Linked DNA regions of Mus musculus: regions 1 and 2 are each linked to region 3. The links are chromatin contacts, called in public HiChIP or PLAC-seq and promoter capture Hi-C maps. All regions are on one chromosome and are shown on one strand. The core of a region is the stretch at or near the end of the contact, and the rest is flanking DNA. Distances in the headings are between cores, read along the strand shown. Region 1 overlaps Ehd2 (EH-domain containing 2). Region 2 holds the start of Crx (cone-rod homeobox). Region 3 holds the start of Zbtb45 (zinc finger and BTB domain containing 45).

Region 1 (4,090 bases), core at 1,111-3,610, 3.0 Mb after region 3:
GAAGCTGTGGAGAGTTCCCTAGAGTCCTGTGACCTGGCCTAAGTGTGGATCTAAAAGGACTTCCTGGAGGAGATGTTATAGAGCCAGCAAACGACAGGATAAAGGACCATCACTGATGTCCTGACTTGAGCTCAGGGGTAGAACAGACTCACTCATCTGGCAAAACACAATTATAAGCAAGCAATTTATGACTCCATTCTCCAACTGAGGAAACAGAGACACAGAAGCCATGAACACAGGAGGCAACAGAGTAGGAGTCGCTTCAGTAGCTATAGCTGCTAATCAACCCCCCCCCCCCAAACAAAGGCTCAGGGGCAGCCTGGTCCTTGCTGGTGGGAGGGGAAGGGCAAGGACATTGTTCTTGGGGAAGGAAGGGCCAGGTCACTGTAGGGGCAGCAGCTGGGCTTCTCCTCCCCCCACTAGCATCTACATACACCCTGGCCTGGATTTGGAAAGTGTGTCTCATGGGGTTGAGAGAGAGGGGGAGGGAGGGAGGAAGGGAGGGATGGAGAAAGGGAGGGAGAAGGGACAGGGAGGTTGAGTCAGCATGGGAATGGAGACGTGGCAGAGACGCGATGTTCACCCAAGAAAAACAGTTCTCCTTGCCCATCACCCAGGCGCCCATGCAGCTAATTTAACCCTTCTCAGAAGTCCCTACAGCATCCTCCCCATTCTCAGGCAGGAAACCGAGGCACAGAAATACAAGGTGGCTTGTGTAAGTTATAGTTTCAAGGAATAAAGCCCTGGGGCACTGGTGCATGCCTGTCATCTCACTGCAAGAACCGCTGAGGTAGGAGGATTGCTACCAGCTGGGGGCCAATTTGGAACAGATAGTGAGTTCTAGACCAGCTTGAACTACGGAACAAGACTCTGTGTCAAAAACAAGGAAATGAAAAAAATATATATCAGAGTCCAGACTGGAGGTGTGCCAGAGAGACACTCCAGGCAACAGTCACACCAGGGCAAGCTTCCCCAGGCAGTCAGCCACACTTCTGCCAGTGCACACCCAGCATCAAACAGCCTGGATACATCAGAGTCTCCTGGAGCCAGACACAGGCTCCCAGACACGTATTTATGTCAGAGTCTGGGACCTGCACAGATATGGGTATGCCATCACAAACAGAGAGATTGGTGCACTCTCTAGTATGGAGACCCGTTTGAACACACACTGTGCTGCAGTTATTACCGTGATGTCCAGGCTGGCCTCGAACTAGTCACAATCCTCCCGTCCCAGCTTTCTCAGCACTAGAATGTGCACTGCCACATGAGTTAGTTCTCTCTGGCAATTTTACACCTTTCAAGATGCACAGTATAACTCACACAGACGAAGACAGATTCAGACATGCATGTGTATGCACGTGTGCACACACACTTCGTAAGTCATGTAACTCACTGATACAGCCCCTGCATAGAATCCCCCAGGGAGGGGCTGAGGGCATGGCTCAGTGGTAGAGACCCTGCCTAGAATCCCCCAGTGAGGGGCTGCGGGCGTGGTTCAGTGGTAGAGCCCCTGCCTAGAATCCCCCAGTGAGGGGCTGGGGGCGTGGCATGCTTGTCCACTGTGTTCAAGGCACCAACACTGCAATAAAACAGCTTCACAGTATCCCTCTATGTCCCCCTGCCCCACACCTTCTCTCCAGATCACATAAAATCACAACTAGTCACAATTAGAGGTACTTCCATCAATTCACACTACTTCAGAGTCATGGCTTCCATGCACGCCTGTCAGCACACACCACCACAGACAGACACACAGCCCACACCCATCACACACTACTTTTCCCAGGATTTCCCCAGTTCTCACCACCCCCACAAGTCCCCCTGGACAGACAGGCTCCACCTCCTATGCCTCCAGGGCCAGAGGAAGGGGATCCCCATCCCCACCCTTCTTCACCTCCTGTGGAAGCTGGGGCCTTGGGCTCCCTCCATCATTTAGGCCCAACCCAAGGGCTAAGCACACCAGGAATTCCTCCCCGCTGCTCCCCCCACCTCCAGCTGGCAGAGCACTGCAACCGTTTCTGCAGCTGCCTCCTGTGTTTCTCCCTCGGGGCTGCTCTGCTGGATAGCGGCCAGGGGCACTGGCACTTTTGGAGCCAAAGCCCTGCCCTGGCCCTGCCTCCCGCCTGGCCTTGGGTCCCCTCTGCCCCACACTGTTGCCTCCTTTGCCCTAATTCCCTGGCAGAGACCTAGAGATGAGGGTGGTGTCAGGGATGGACAGAGGGGCTTTGGACCCAGATACTGGAATGGGGGAGGTGTGGGGGAGGGGACAGAGACTGGGATAGGAGCGGGACTAAGAGGGTAGGCAGAGTGGGTAGGGATGTGCTCACTGGAGGCTCTGCTGGAATTTACTCCCCGCCGCTCCCCCTGCACAGCTGTTTATAAATTCCAGGCCAGGTCTTGGCCCCCACCCAGATTCTCCCTCTCAGCTTCATCTGTGGCCCAACCTCTGAGCCAGGAGCTCAGAGGGACAAGCATGGGGCCCAGGGCCTCCCTGCCCAACCCTGTCTCTTCCTGGACTCTGAGTATCTCCTGCCCCTTACCCTCAGTTTCTGTCCCTGTTCTTCTCTTTCTTTCCACCCTCCTGGCCCGCCCAGACATGTGGCAGCAGCCTGTTCGCATGTGTTCACTCGTGTCTCCCCGCCCTACCACCAGTCCTGTGGAAGGAATGCCTGTCTTCTGTAGCTCCAGTTGCCTGCAAAGGGACAACCAAAGGAGGCCCCAGTCTCCTCTATTAAATCTAAAGGTGAAGGCTCTGCCCACCTCCTGTACACAGTGAAGTCCAGGCCTAAGCCTCCTCCCTCAGACCTGTGTGTATAGACACCAGCCTCTTCCGCAAGACACGAGTGGGGCGGGGGGGGGGGGGGCGCAGCCTCCTCCCTCAGCCTGGGCTTCCTCCTCACTCACCACGGCTCACTCTCTGTTTTGCACCTGATAGGATGCCAGGCGTGTCGATGATGCTGATGCTCTCCAGGACCTGGTTGGGGAGTTGGGCGCACATAAACCTGGGATATGGGGAGACAGAAGGTCAGGGGTCAACGCAAAGGAGGGCAAAAGGAGATATGAAGAAGGGACACTAATGGTACCATAAAGAACGGTAGGTGCAGAGGACAGAAGTCCAGGAAAGAAGAAAGTCCAGAGGCATCAATGGATTTATATAAAACTATCTGTGTCTAGGACTATCCCAAATCACTACTGTTGTTACCTTCATTTTCCAGATGAACATAAGAGGCACAGAGAAGTTAAGTCACTTGAACAAGGCTGCCCAGCACTCAGCGGCAGAGGCACAATTGGAGCCCAGGCCCCAATAGGGGAGGGGGGCAGGCGCAGGAAGGGAAAGAAGTAGGCAGAAAGAAGAGTATCGGAGCTGAGAAGGACAGAAGTATTCTGAGACAGACGTCCCTCGCCCCCCTCCTGGCTGGCAGTTTCCACACCTGTTGAGAAAAGTGTTTCCAAAAGGGTTGAGTTTGCGGAAGGGCTTCTCTGGGTCCACAACGAGAGCATTTCCGGGCACGGTGCCCTCTGTCTCGCCATGCATGACAGCCACGAAGCAGTCGGTGGTGGGCTCGGGACCCACGCGGGAGCCAGGGACTTCCTGCTCCAGAAGGTACTGGATGAAGCTGGTTTTGCCGGTGCTATACTGGCCGGCCACCAGCACCATGGGTTTGCCGTCGAAGTCAGCATCTTCAAGGGCCGGTGAATGGAAAGACCCAAAACGGTAGTGTTCCTCCAGGGGAAGAAGTTTCGTGCGATACAGCTCCTTGAGGGATGAGGTCACGGTGCGGATGGCCTCAGGTCGCTGGCCCCGGGCCCCGCCCTTCTTCAGCCAGCTGAACATGGTGACTTTCGATGCCCACTGGGTCACCCAAGGAGACTACAAGGTGGAGAGCTCACCTGCCAGAAGAGGGGGGAACACAATGGAAGACTGCTAGAGTATGGCTATAGATACTGGGAGGAGCAGGCCGAGCCAGTGATAGGAAGACGGAGGGGGAGGGGCTAGCATGAGACTGTCTGGGTTCAAGAAGAGGAAGTGCTTTGAAAAATAAGAGAGACTATAGCAAAGGAAGGAACTGCTGGGGAAGAAATGCATCCC
Region 2 (4,089 bases), core at 1,527-4,026, 2.9 Mb after region 3:
ACATCCACCTGTAATGAGATCTGATGCCTTCTTCTGACATGTCTGAAGACAGCTACAGTGTAGTTATGTATAATAATAAATAAATCTTTGGACCAGAGAGAGCAGGGTTAACTGGGGAGCAGAGATCCTAAAAATTCAATCCCATCTGTTCGGCTACAGTGTACCCATAAAAGTAAATTAAATAAATAAATCTTTTTAAAAGATAGATAGATAGATAGATAGATAGATAGATAGATAGATAGATAGATAGATAGACAGACAGATGCAACAGTAATATCAAACTTTGCTGTTTCTGGGATTTTTTTTTTGTTACTCTCTTTGTGTTGGTGTTTTTGTATATGAGTGTTTTGTCTGCATGTATTTCTATGAACACAAACACACCTGGTACCATCAGAAGAAGCCAGAAAGCAGTATTGGGTGCCCTGGAACCATAATTACAAACAGCTGTGAGCCCCCCTGTGGGTGCTTGGAATGGGAATCCAGGTCTCCCTGAAGAGCAGCCAGTACTCTTAACCACTGAGCCAGCCAACTCCCACATTTTTATAAAGACAAGGTTTCCCTTTGATATAAAGTTTATGAAGTCCTGGCTAGCCTAGAAATTACTCTGTAGGCCAGGCTGGCCTCAAACCAACAGTGATCTGCCTGCCTCTACCTTCCGAATGCTAGAATTTAAAGGCATATACCACTATGTCCTGCTACATGTCTCTGTAATTTTTTGGACCACAGACACTACAAGAGTTGCCTCAGCCATTGAGGAAAAAATAAACAAAAAAATGTCAGTAATATTGGTGTTTTCCTTCAAAACTCAACGTCTGTAACTTGCGTCCTTAGAAACATTAGCCATCAGCCCTGCTCTCGACCTCAGAGAAAGAATTCCAGTTTACTATGTTGAGCTGGCATTGAACAGAAATTAGCAGCCACATTGGCCTCAAAATGTTCAGCTCAATGCAGGAGCTGGACCTAGACCCACACATCTGTAGCAAATGTGCAACTTGGTGTTCGTGTGGTTCTTCTATCAAGTGGAACAGGGGCTGTCTCGGTTTCTGTTCCCTGCCATTGGATCCCCTTCCCCACTGTTTGGACTCCCTGGATGAGGCTCAGTGGGTCAGGATGTTCCTAGAACTGCTGAAATGTCCCAGAGTGGGGTGGTATCCAAGGGAGTCTCCCCTTCTTGAGGGAGAAGGGGGAGGAGAAAAGAGAGAAGGGATATGTGAGGAGGAAGACAGGAGGGAGAGGAGCTGTGATCCAAATGTAAAGTGAATAAAAATATAAATAGTTTTGAAAAAAGAGAAAAATGTTAAGTGTAATTTTTTTCCCATTTGTATGTGAGCAAATAGCTGTGTAGAACATGTTAGCGCTTATCTTTTGACTGAGCTACAGCCCCAGCCCGTGTTTTAACTAATAAACAATCTAATAGGACAGGGATCCATCCTGTCAACAGTCAAATAGCACCCAAGTGCCAGGCAGTGAAAAGAACCAGCGTTCTCCAGGGAGAGATGATCTATGTATTGGTATATACACAAACGAAGAGGAAATCTCAGGGGCCACAGGAGGGATCAACCATAAAGACACTTGCCACCAAGCCTAAAACCCTGAGTTTGATTCCTAAGAATCAAACATGGTGGAAGCAGAGAACTGACTCAGACTCCAGCAAGTTGTCATCTGACTTCAACAAAGGAGTCAGAAGACACACACACACTAAATATATATGCATGTATACTTATATAATGAATATATACCTTACAAACAGAGAAGAAAAATCACAAAGAGTTAAAAAAAAAAACAAGCGGGAGCAGTAGTACACGGGATCAGGAGTTCAAGACCAGCCTCTGTTACGGAACAAGTTCAAGACCACTCTATGCTCCAAAAGACTCCCTCTCAAAAAACATAAATTAAATGTAAAAGGTTTCTTTCGGGGGAATGGGGAGAAGACTCAACAGATAAAGCACTGTCTGTGCATACGTGAGGATCTGAGTTCAGAACCCCAGCACCCAGATAAAAGCTGGGCACACTATAACCCCAGCATTGGGGGAACAGGGACAAACAGATACACAGGGCTCACTGTCCAGCCAGCCTCTGCTCCACAGGGAGATCCAGGTTCAGTGAAAGACCTTGTCTGAAATAGGCTGGGTGTGGTGGTGAACACCTTTAACCTTAAGTACTTGGGTGGCAGGGGCAGGAAGATCCATCAGATGAAGGCCAGCCTGGTCTACATAGAGAGGTCTAGGAAAAAATAGCAAATGGAAGTATTTAGGAAGACAACCAGTATGTCTATCTCTGTCCTCCGAGGTTGCTCTCTCACATGGACACACACACACATTGTAGACATACATACACACAAACACATGAACATGCTCACACACCATGGATGTGTGCTTAGATGAGACATTCCACCTCTGAATGTCCTCAGAGTATAAAATCCATTCATCCTAAAGCCACTCCTGGATCCCAACAACTAGTCCCCAACTGGTATGACTTTACTCCCTCCTATCATGGTCCTAAGTGACCTGTTTCCCTGAACACCTGCTGGAATCTCTACCCTATGTTAATCTGTTCAGAAAGCATCACAAGACCCATCTTCATGTCAAACATGGGTGAGAATAAAATATTCTCGCAGCCTCTCCTGGAAAGACTCACCTTTGGAAAGGAGAAATGGGGACTCTCCTGGATGTTCAGGTACTGGATGGTGTCATCAGACAGCAGAGGCTAGAGGAAATAGGTCCCCTCACACGGGGCGACTTTAAGCCTGGGCTGGGAGTGATGTCATCTATTGTGGCCTGGATCTGGAAGGGTAATCCCAGGGAAGGTGGGGGACTCACTGGGCAACAGGAGGTGACATTGGCTGGGGGAAGGGCACCGTCTGCTTAATCCCACCACCCCCACAGTGACATCTTGGCAATTAGGGTTGATGAAGAAGGGAGGGAAAGCCCAACTCCTGCCTGCAACCAGGAGCCCCCACTTCTCAGGGAAGTCTTTCCTTGGGTCTAAAGGGTATTCCTCCAGCTTCAGCTACTATCTGAAAAGAAATGTCTTCAAAAGCACAGAAAGAAGTGTACAGTGCTCCTGGGAGACAGAAAAGAAAGGCACAGGACTTCCTGGGTTGTTCTTTGTGGCCCAGGCTAGTATTGAACTTTTAAGTCTTCTGACACAGCTAGAATAACTGGGAAGAGAGATCTGTGACCCCACTGAGTGAACTAATTCAAATGTGTAGTTCTTGATGGTTCTCCCTTTTTCTGCCTCAGTTTCTCTCTCTTTCTCTGTGCCTCTCTGTCTTTCTCCCTTCTTCCCTCACTTCCTCAGGGCTCTCTATATCTCTGTCTCCCCATTGCTCTGTATCTTCTCCATTGCCTCTAGTCTCTGCTTCTCTATCTTCATCACTATTTCAGACCCTGCCTCTCTGAGTTTCTTTGTGTCTTTGTCTCTATGCCTCTCCCTGAGTTTCTATGTCTCTGTCAATCTCTGCCTGTGTCTCTGTTAGACTCTCTGTCTCCCACTGTCTCTCTGTCTCTCTGTTAGTCTCCATCTGTGTCGGACTCTACCTCTACTCTCTGTCTCCCGCTATCTCTCTGTCTCTGGCTGTCTCTCTGCAGCTCTGGTTCTGGCTCTTTTCCTCCCTGTCTCTCTTTCTCTCTGTCTTTTTATCTCTGAGTGTCTCTGTATGTCTGACTCTTTCTCTCTGTGTCTCTCTTGTTTAGATTTGTTTATTGATTATACATACATGGATATTGTGCCTGCACCCACGTGTTCACACACAGTGAGTGCCTGATGCCTGAAGAGACCAGAAGAGGGCATCAGATGCCCTGGACCGGGAATTACAGGTTATAAGCCACCATTAAGTATTGAGAATGGAGCCCTGGTCCTCCTGGAGAGCCCCAGTGCTCTTAACCACAGAGCCATCCCTCCAGCCCTTCACCTTGTCTCTGACTCTGTCCCTAGTTCCCTTTGTAAGGCAAGTTTGCATTCTCTCATTGTCTCCCTCTGTGTCTCCCTCCTTTGTCGTTCTGCCACTGTCTGTGGGTCCCTTCCTGGATTTGAGACCCTTCTGCCTGTCCACCTAAGCCTGAGGCTACAGCCTGGTCTCAGAGCCTC
Region 3 (3,874 bases), core at 159-2,658:
CCAGGTCCCATTAACTACTGTTATGTGGAGGTTTTCAGAAGGGTGGGGAGGCAACTTGCCTCCTGGCCGAATCATTTAGGAACACCCCTTGAGGCTGAGGATTTGTGCCTGCCATACCCAAGGGAAGCAAATAAACAGTACATATAACAAGGCCTTTGCAACCTTGTTTCTTCTTTGCATCACCTGAGAGGTGCTAACTTTGGGCTTTGAAAATGCACCAGTGATGTGAAAGGCCAGCAAGCTGAAATTCAGTGTTGTTTAGCAATCCCCATAGTTCTTATGAACCCGAGACTATCATCCTGGCACTAATCATACTGAGGGAAGACAGATTCTTCCATCACACACACACACACACACACACACACACACACACACGCACACGCACACACACACACACACACACACACACACACACGCCCTCCGCAAAGGAGCTGGGAATCAGAATTGTCAGTTAACCCATCAAGCAAATATCTCCAGGTCTCTGGGCCTGTTTCCTTATTCAGCAAACAAGGGTGTTTCCCTTGGATCAGATTGCATACACTGCTCTAAGGGAAGAGAATCAAGATTCAGGATTCGCCCTGACCACCAGCCTGTCTCTCTAGGACAGACCCAGAGCAGGGCCCCATTTAATCCTGCCCCTTACAAAAGGACTACTGAGATCTCAGACTCAACGATTCTAGATCCTTAACACAAAAACACCCTTCCCTTTCTCTCGGAGTATTGCACACATTGTGTCAGTTACCACTGGCCTGGCCTACTGGAAGTCGCCATGCAGGGTCCCTTCCACACTCCCACCTCCAGGCCTTTCCCTCACGTGGCCGCCAGAGGGAGCCTGCGAACCGGGTTTATCTGGGACCTCTATGATGATGAATTAATTCTTCAAACCCACCAAGGCTTTGAACCTGTCTCTGCCAAGCGGCCTCCTTTTTCAAATAATATGCCAACCCATAACTCTTCCTCAACCCCATCCATACCCTACTTCTCGAACGCCCGGACTCCTCAGATGCAGCAGAACCTTCCTGAATGCCTCAGAACAAAGGCACACTCTCCCACATCTCCTACAGCATTCTCGCTACAACTCCCTCACCCATGCCATGCACCTTGTTCCATCAGCCTGTCTCACTCCCACCCTATCTATGCCAGAGTCCCCTTCAGGCCCGCTACATCTACCCCCAGTTTCCCGCCTCCGCACCCTGCCCCGATCCTGCAGCGCCCTCTTGTGTTCGCAACGTGCACACCGATCCTCACGCAGGCGTGCCGCTCCTGGCACGCCCCAGCCTTCTCTGGGACTCTGAGGCAGGGGGATGCCCGCTCGACCCCACCTCCGACTCCTCAGGCAGCAGGTCCTGCAGGTCCTCCTGCTTGTCAACTTGAAGGCCGCACTTCCGGGCGCTGAAGCGGAACAGATAGCCTCGGCACAGGCGGAACGATAGTCGGGAGCACGTTTCCGGTGTTCCTCTTTAGACTAGGCAGTCGTTGAGCAGAACTTCCGGTCTGGTCCGCGCCACAACCAAAATCGCAGAAGCTGGGGACCGAAGAGCTGGGGATCAGTAGGCAGAAGGAGCAGGAGTCCGTCGTCTCCAGGCTGATCCGAGCGAGCTGTCAATCACTCCTCGGGCCACGCCCTCAGTACTCTCAGCGGGTCTGGAGAGGGCGCTGGATGGAATCCAGAGGCTTTTTTTTTTTCTCCCAGGTGGCTTTTCTCTTACACGGGAAAAGTTTCTCTCTCTCTCTCTCTCTCTCTCTCTCTCGATTTATTTATTTTCTATTTATTTTATGCGAGTACATTATTAACTCTCTTCAGACACACCAGAAGAGGGCATCAGCTCCCATTACCGATGGCAGTGAACCGCTGAGCCATCTCTTCAGCCCCGAGAAGTTTCTCTTGAGTCACTTCTGCTCGCACCCCAGATGAAGAAGCTTTGCAGAGCTTCCCTGCAGTCATCTAAAGAACACAGGCCCACCTTCCCAAGGAAGCCTCCTCATTCGGTGCTCCCACCTCACCCCACCCAGACTCTCGGGAATTCGCTGCTCTATAAATGAATGGTTGAAGAACCCCAGCTTGGCCACAGATCAGAATAGAATGTAGGACACGAAGTGGGCTCGGAAGTAGTCAGATACCAAGGAGCAGGGACTAAGTGCGTAGAGGGAGAGAACAGCCAGAGAGTTGTCCAAGCGGGGCTCCTACGTGGTCCTTTTGTTGTCCAAGACACCCATGAACCAAACCTCTCAAGTGGTGGGTTGGCCTTCCCTTCCCCTCTGTTCTTGGGGCAATCAATCAACCACTATGTAAGGCAAAAGAGAGGCATAGAGCTCTGGGCCTCCGTGTGAATGGTACTGAGGAATCTAGTGGGTGGTGCCGCATGAGGAAGATGTCAGGATGTTTTGTTCCCCATCCTGGACCCATGCTGGGTAGCTGTGTTGTATGTGTGTTTGAAAGTCTGGGGAAGCCAGGCGGTGGTGGCGTATGCCTATAATCCCAGCACTTGGGAGGCAAAGGCAGGAGGATCTCTGAGTTCGAGGCCAGCCTGGTCTACAAAGTGAGAGTTCCAGGATAGCCAAGACTATACAGAGAAACCCTGTCTCGAAAAACCAAAAAAAAAAAAAAAAAACAAAAAAAAAAACCTCAGAGGTTGAGGCAGGAGCGTCAGAAGTTCAAGGTCACCCCCCAGATATCAGAGTTGAGCCCAATCTGGGTTACATAGGATGCTATAGGAGGGGGGGGACCCTCAAAATTTAACAGCTAGGAATGCTTGTAATCCTATTACTTGAGAGGGAGAAGCTGGACGAATGGGAGTTTAAGACAGCCTCAACCATAAGAACCTGCTTAGCAAAACAAAACAAAAACAATAAAAAACACCCAAGTAAATGAGCTGGGACAATTGCTTGCATGCATGAGATCCTGGGTTGAAATAATTAATAGCAGGCTAGAGAGATGGCTCAGCAGTTAAGAGCACTGACTGCTCTTCCAGAGGTCCTGAGTTCAACTCCCAGCAACCACATGGTGGCTCACAACCATCTGTAATGGGGTCTGATGCCTTCTTCTGGTGTGTCTGAAGACAGCTACTGTATACTCATATATACATTAAGGAAATAAATCTTTTTAAAAAGAGAGAGACAGAGGGGAAGGAAGGAAGGAAGGAAGGAAGGAAGGAAGGATGGATTAACAGCAAAATGACAAGCATAATGGTCTGGCACCTTTATCTCTTAAGATTCTTAGCCCAAGAAAGAGATCTTGCGGGCTGGAGAGATGGTTCAATGGGTAAGAGCACCTACTGCTCTTCCGAAGATCCTGAGTTCAGATCCCAGCAACCACATGGTGGCTCACAACCATCCCTAATGAGATCCGATGTCCTCTTCTGGTGCATCTGAGGACAGCTACAGTGTACTTAGATATAATGATAAATACATCTTTTTTAAAAAGAAAGATAGATAGAAAGAGACTTTGCCTTCGCCCGCTAAATCACTCCCTTCACACTGGACAGCCTTTCTCTTTGCTCATTTCTCCTCAGCAAATGGACCCTTCTCTGTGCCCATGTGGTTCCCTCACATTTTTTTTTTCCTTTTTTTTTTTTCTGGTTTTTCGAGACAGGGTTTCTCTGTATAGCCCTGGCTGTCCTGGAACTCACTTTGTAGACCAGGCTGGCCTCGAACTCAGAAATCCACCTGCCTCTGCCTCCCAAGTGCTGGGATTAAGGCTTGCGCCACCATGCCCAGCTTCCCTCACCTTCTTATTAGATTGCTATGCCACCAGGCTCTCCTTATCTTGAGGCTTCTTAATCTTCTGTCATGTAAATTGTATCCTCCATCTTGGAGCCTCCTATAGTAACACACAGGCACAGCCCTATCCTGGGCTGCCTTTGAGCTTTACATT

What was found. Promoter capture Hi-C pulls out the DNA fragments that hold promoters and counts their contacts. HiChIP or PLAC-seq counts read pairs in DNA pulled down with a chosen protein or histone mark.
Region 1: a promoter capture Hi-C map of hippocampal neurons shows a contact between it and region 3, with 6 times the contacts expected there. The contact joins the enhancer-like site here to the promoter of Zbtb45 in region 3. A contact is called at or near these places in 5 of 39 promoter capture datasets (the C10 cell line, cranial neural crest, hippocampal neurons and 2 more) and 2 of 115 datasets of contacts at active chromatin or transcription factors (both in embryonic stem cells).
Region 2: a contact with region 3 is called in an H3K27ac HiChIP or PLAC-seq map of embryonic stem cells, with 6 times the contacts expected there. The contact joins the promoter of Crx here to the promoter of Zbtb45 in region 3. A contact is called at or near these places in 1 of 39 promoter capture datasets (cranial neural crest) and 1 of 115 datasets of contacts at active chromatin or transcription factors (embryonic stem cells).

Annotation. Positions count from the first base shown.
Region 1 is chr7:15,960,476-15,964,565 of GRCm38.p6, forward strand. Ehd2 (EH-domain containing 2) reads right to left here. Exons shown (of 6, transcript NM_153068.3): 2 at 3,432-3,891; 3 at 2,905-3,002. The coding sequence starts at 3,835. Among named protein-coding and RNA genes, the nearest start is that of Ehd2, 5.0 kb to the right of the region's middle. Within about 2 kb of position 2,361, at least 160 of the 459 cell types and tissues checked have an H3K27ac peak or open chromatin away from gene starts, as enhancers often do. A contact at or near this core is called in hippocampal neurons, where this site is marked.
Region 2 is chr7:15,877,179-15,881,267 of GRCm38.p6, forward strand. It overlaps Crx (cone-rod homeobox), which reads right to left and starts at 2,777. Exons shown (of 4, transcript NM_007770.4): 1 at 2,638-2,777.
Region 3 is chr7:13,008,444-13,012,317 of GRCm38.p6, forward strand. Zbtb45 (zinc finger and BTB domain containing 45) reads right to left here and starts at 1,409. Exons shown (of 3, transcript NM_001360833.1): 1 at 1,193-1,409.